2 separate regions of the Mus musculus genome follow, and region 1 is linked to region 2. Evidence: chromatin contacts called from public Hi-C data. All regions are on one chromosome and are shown on one strand. The core of a region is the stretch at or near the end of the contact, and the rest is flanking DNA. Distances in the headings are between cores, read along the strand shown. Region 1 overlaps Fbln5 (fibulin 5). Region 2 holds the start of Tc2n (tandem C2 domains, nuclear).

What was found. Hi-C and Micro-C count contacts between places; a contact is called where the count stands out from the background.
Region 1: a Hi-C map of uterus shows a contact between it and region 2, with 2.3 times the contacts expected there. The contact joins the enhancer-like site here to the promoter of Tc2n in region 2. A contact is called at or near these places in 1 of 39 promoter capture datasets (liver), 5 of 484 Hi-C or Micro-C datasets (liver, olfactory sensory neurons and uterus), 2 of 115 datasets of contacts at active chromatin or transcription factors (embryonic stem cells and kidney) and 3 of 9 other capture datasets (adipose tissue, liver and pancreatic islet).

The regions. Positions count from the first base shown.
Region 1 is chr12:101,766,156-101,768,864 of GRCm38.p6, forward strand. It overlaps Fbln5 (fibulin 5), which reads right to left. Exons shown (of 11, transcript NM_011812.4): 6 at 2,238-2,354. Among named protein-coding and RNA genes, the nearest start is that of Tc2n, 49 kb to the left of the region's middle. Within about 2 kb of position 1,351, at least 62 of the 459 cell types and tissues checked have an H3K27ac peak or open chromatin away from gene starts, as enhancers often do. A contact at or near this core is called in adipose tissue, liver and uterus, where this site is marked.
Region 2 is chr12:101,716,882-101,719,868 of GRCm38.p6, forward strand. It overlaps Tc2n (tandem C2 domains, nuclear), which reads right to left and starts at 1,642. Exons shown (of 12, transcript NM_001082976.2): 1 at 1,521-1,642.

The DNA of each region.
Region 1 (2,709 bases), core at 101-2,600, 49 kb after region 2:
GACAAAGAGTAATGGCAGATCCCTCCTCCTCAGTGCAGTGATGGGTTCATGTGGTATACTGTGTATCAATTACACATCAGCAGAGCTATTTTCATACTTCTGAACATTAAGAGACTTGCCCCCAATTCACATGCCAACAAGGGCCTGGTGAGAACTACAGCATGAGTTAGGAATCCCTTCAAAATCCACAGGACTCATTTTGTATAGTTCATTGAGGTAGGGGACAGAGGGAAGGAGATCTTTCTGATGCTGGCATCAACTGACCCTTGGCAAGTACCCCCTCCCACATGTCACATGCCTCTGGTGGCAGTTCTAGTTAAGAGACTTTTTCTCCACTTCACAAGTCCAGTTAAGCCTCTTAAGGCTCTGAAAAGAGCTTTGAATGTTCTCAGAAGTAAAGGCCTTTGTGGTAAGCAGCTTTTGAGGGGCCTCATATAGGGGAAGGCTAATTCCATGCCCACAAAGTGCCTGCTTCCTGCCAACTCTGGAGCCCTAAGAGGAAAAACAAACAAATGAACAGCCATGTAGGAAGGGTCTGGTGAGATACCGGGCTGCTCTGGTGCCCACGCACCCAGCACTCATGAGAGACTGGGCATTTCTCCATCCAGACAGGGGCGGGACTGGGCAGGAGTATGTCCCTAGTGCACTAAGCCACATACCAGTTTAGATAGGCCAATGTTGCTGCACTTTGGGGCTGGTGTCCTCAGTTTCTGGCCAGACATTTGCCAATTGGTGAAAAATGAGCTCAATGCTGCTTCTATCGCTCAAAACTACTTTTGATAGAACAGAAAGGGTTAAACCCCTTGCACCCTCACGGCCTCTCTCTGCCAGATTTTCCAGTGGTTACTTCTGAATCCCAAGGGCCTGGACCTGAGGCAACAGCTCGGTCTGAAAAGCGCTTGTTGTGTTAGCATGAGGAACTGAGTTCAGATCTCCAGCACTGTGTAAAATGCCAGGCATGGTTGCATGAGCTATGGCCAGAGCTAGAGGGGTGGAGAGCAGAGGATTCACGGGGGTTACTGGCCAGCAGCCTGAATCCTGAGGGCAAGGTTCCCCAACTGATTCACTGAGCCCTTGGCCTTCCTCTCAACTCTGCCACAATCAAGCCACCTGACTCTGACCAAGTGGCTTCACCTTTGTGAGAGTTGGTTTCTTTATCTGTGGATCATGACCACAAACACTCCTGTCTATAAGACTATTGATGGGGCCAGTGAGGTTTGCAGGACATAAGCCCTTTGAGGAGATGTGAGGTGGAATGATTGCAAAAGCTTGACAGGATCTGTAACAGCCTGTGTGACCTGTGGGCCCTTCTGATGCAATATCCTGGTGGCCAAGTGCCCAGGTGTGGCCATGCTGCCCGAGTATACCGTGCCAGCCTCTGAGGGAAAACCTGGGCTGGCACCTCTAACCTCAGCCTTGGCCCCAAGAACTTGTCGTCAGCCCTAAGCAGCTTATCACAACAGCGAGGGAGCCAGACGCCTGCTCCCTACTCCAGTGGGAAGGAAGGGCCCTGTTTTATTTATTTCCTCAAACTCCTGCCCAGCTCTGCTCTCAGACAAAAAAGGAAAAAAAAATGACCACTCCTTGCAAAAGGAGCCCAGGCAGGGGCTTCTTGGAACAATTAGCAGGACCAGCTTTAGAGGAGCCTCATAAAGAATTCAGGATCAAACCCTGGAAGGCTGAAGCCTTCCTGTTTACCCAGTGATTTAGATATGATTAAACTAATGGAGACATAATATCCTCTAAGTAGCTGGCCAAAGGCCTGCACGCCAGAACTCACTCAAATAGTGTGACAAGGAAATGGGCCTGTGAAACCCGGTGGCAGACTGCAATAAAGGCCTCATCCTGAGTCTCCATCCAGACCAGACCAGTGCTCGGGACTGGAGGCCGGAGCTAGAGGTAGAACTCAGAGCAGGTCATGACTTATATTAGTTTTGGGGTCTTAAGGCCTTCATTGACTTCCAGAGCAGCAGCTTTCCAATAGGAACCATGACAGACAAACATTGCTTTTCTTACTGACCCATGTTGGAAGTGATTGTGCGAAAATCAACAAGTACCTTTGCTTTAATCTGCTTTGTGGAGCCTTCTGAGGGGGTCATGAAAGGTAACCCTCCCTTGCCTGTGCTGAGCAATAGGTACTCCTGATACAGACCAGAGATCTGGAAACAGCCCACATTTGCTGGGACACTGTATCTAGTGTTTCATTCTGTGTCCAAGTTATTGTGCACATGGCATACCTTGGCAAGACCTTCCATCGTCGTTGAGGGTGAAACCAGGGTTGCATGTACAGGAATAGGATCCTGGAACATTTGCACAGAGCTGCTGGCAGTAACCATAGCGACATTCATCAATATCTAGAAACAAATTCAGGCAAGGTAAGACAGGACTCTTCCTTGAGGCCGCCATCAACCTAGTATCATTGTCTTCCTCTTCTAGGATGGGGCCAGAAAGAAGATGGATGCTTAAACAACAGAACCTAGTAAATTTCAGGAATGATGAACCCACTGGACCACAGTGCTCAGCTTCCTTGTAACCTTCTACTTCCCCAAACAATCTCTGTCGCATGAACAACTGAACCTATCCTGAAATTTGTGGCAAATTTTTTCTGCTTTGATAGGGATATTTGATAGGGAGAAGCACAAGATGGCTTCTCAGAACCTACCCAATTCAGGCTTAACTAAGACTTATGCAATAATAAGGTTCAATACT
Region 2 (2,987 bases), core at 392-2,891:
CTTTCCAATTTCACAATAAACTCCCTTCTAATAGCCATTGTTGTCACTGTTCCTAATTTTTCTCAAAATATAGATTCTACACTCACTATTTTCTACTTCTTTATCCTCTATTTACAACTCAAATTAATTCAAGTTTGGCTTCTGCCCTTACTATTTGACTCAAATTACGTATGCTGAAAGCAAAGACCCTCTCCACTAGTTACTAAAGTCAATAGGTACTTTATTTCCTAATCCATTTGACTCATGTCACTTGAACACTTCATTAAAACTCTCCTCTCCTGATTCCTATTTCCACTGTCTTCTAGAATTTCTCTTTTTTCTCAAAGCCTCTTCAGTCTCCTTGGTTGCCTGTACCCATCACTTAAAATATTCATAATTTCTGTGGTCTTTCTCTCTTCTGATTCTGTACCTACTTAAACGGTCTTTTATACCCTTACACAATTTCTGAGTCTAGCTTCAGAAAAACCTATTACCGATAAATCTTGCTGCCAGCTAGACAACACTGCCAGATGTCCTAAAGGAACCTTAACTTGTTTTCTCTCAACCTGAGTTAATTTCTTCATCAATAAGTTCTATTCGTGAATAATTATAATTCAAATGAACCAAAGTTCAAGACCTAGTTAAATTTTTGTGAAGGATAAAAAAGTACTCTCTCCTAGTTATAAGGGCAAAATGTTCACTAGCAATCTGTACTGAAAAACAATTACAAAGGGAATGATAAAAAAACAAATGCCCTCGAATCTCAGACCCAAATACTATTAACTTCCTTCTAGAAATGGTTTTAATCAAGTTGAATATTAAACATGTAGGAAAAAATGGGGGTTGCTGTAGATTCTGTTACGGTAAAAGGGAAGATACAACTCTACCGGTTGCCTACCAAAAAATATTTTAATTACAAAAGCAAAAACTATATGCTCTTCCTTTAAAATATTCTTCCTTTAAAATATCCTTCCTTTAAAATATTCTAAACAAATGTTTGGTTTGGTATCTATCCCACAACTTAACTATTCTATCTCCCTATATTGAAGGAAAATCATAGTAGAGCGTGAGAGAGAAAGAAAAAGCACATATGAGGTAGAAACCATATTGAGAAGTGCAAAAAGAAATGGGAAACTGGCACTTGACACCCTTTCGCAGCTCCAAAGCTTCGCAGGTAAAGTCCCGAGGCTGCTGCCTCGCTCGCCTCTCACAGACCGGAGCGCACCTGAGGCTCGCGAACCCGAGCGGACAGGGGCAGGCTCGGGTCGGCGCCAGGGCGGCCGCGGTCCGGCGTCTCACTGAGGCCACCCGCCCAGCCTCGCGGAGGGAACCGGCCTCCGCACCGCAGGCGTCCGATGGGCTCTCGGGAACAGCCGGCGCACCTACGCCACCGCGAGCCTGGACGGACGGACGGACGCTAAAGAGTCTCAGAGACTGAAAGCACCCGGCTGCGTTGCACCTCGGCCAGAAGCCCGCGGGCAGAGGCCGCTCTCGCACGCGCCCCACAGCCCCCAGAAGCCCGCCCGGAGCGAGAGACACACCTGCGTCGCCGCGGTCTGGCGCTCCTCCCGGCGCCTTCACTCAGGGCTCTCGAGGGGCGGGCGCCCTCGCGGCACCCACCGCCAAGGAGGAGTCCCACCGCTCCGGCTGCCTACCTGTAACTGACACAGCAGCGCTCAGCTCCTCCCAGCACCTCACGCGGCCACGCCCCTTTCCCCGCCCCTCACGGCCCTGTGGGCCCCGGCTCGCTCAGGACCAACAAAACCTCACCACGCCCCTCACCCCGTCAGGTGCCCCTCCTCCACCCCAGAGGTACCGGTCTCCAGGACAGCCCCGGCCCTCCTTGGGGAAGCCGGGTCAACGCTCTTAAGTTGCTACTCCCCCTCCTCTCATGCTTCCCTGCCCTACGGAGAAAACACACAAGCAAGCAAGCAAGCAAGCGCGCACACACACACACACACACACACACACACACACTCATTCACTCACTCACTCACTCACTCACTCACTCACTCACTCACTCACTCAAACAGGTACCCTTCCCCACCACCTCAGAATTCCCGCCTCCCAGGACAGCCCCGCCCCTCCTCGCGTCCGCTCCGCCCCTCAGAGTGGGACTTTCAGCACCTAGAACAATAGTGCTCCAGCTGTCTTGGTTTCTAAGCAGGACCTAGCTTGAAGACCTGGGGCATCCTCACTCCTGAAAGACCAAACCCAACCAGGCAGAACTTGAAGTGTGCTGAGTGAAACAAAAGGAGAAGGAAAGAGGGAAAGCTACTGGCCTGATGAACTCTGAATTTGGCTCCCCTAAAACTCAGTCTTTTTGCTGGAGCTGTCTCTGTACCCTTTTTTCAAAACAGAGAAGTTGGTTTTTTTGTGACTTTTAATGCTTTATAAAACGTTTAATTATAAACTGAAAAGACCTTTCAGTGGTTTTCTTAAAGACAACTGGGATTTGATTCCCAGCGCCCCCGGGGGGGGGGGGGAGGAGACGGGACTCGAAGTTCACAATTATCTATAACTCCAGTTGCAGGGGATCCAGCACCCTCTTCTGGCCTCTGTGAGCAGACTTACACATGAAGGCAAAACACCATGCATGTAAATTAATAACATAAACTAAAATTTTTCAGATTCAGTTCAAGTCTCTTCACTATGGTTGTTTTGTGTCTTCTACTGCCTGTGTCAACTACAAGGCCATGTATCACCCACCCCTTTTTTTTAATTTACATCCCAAATGCTGCTCCCCTTCCCAATCCCTCCCTCATTGAGTCCCTACCCCCATCTCCCCTTCCTTTCTCCTTTAAGAGGATGCTCCCTTTGAGTCTCCCCCACCACCCTGGCACATCAAGTCTCTGCCAGATTAGGAGCATCCTCTCACACTGAGGTCAAACAAGGCATCCTGTCTGCTACATATGGACTTGGAGCCTTGTTCCAGACCTTGTGTGTTCTTTGGTTGGTGGCTCAATCTCTAAGAGCTCCAGGGGTCCAGGTTAGTTGACTCTGTTGGT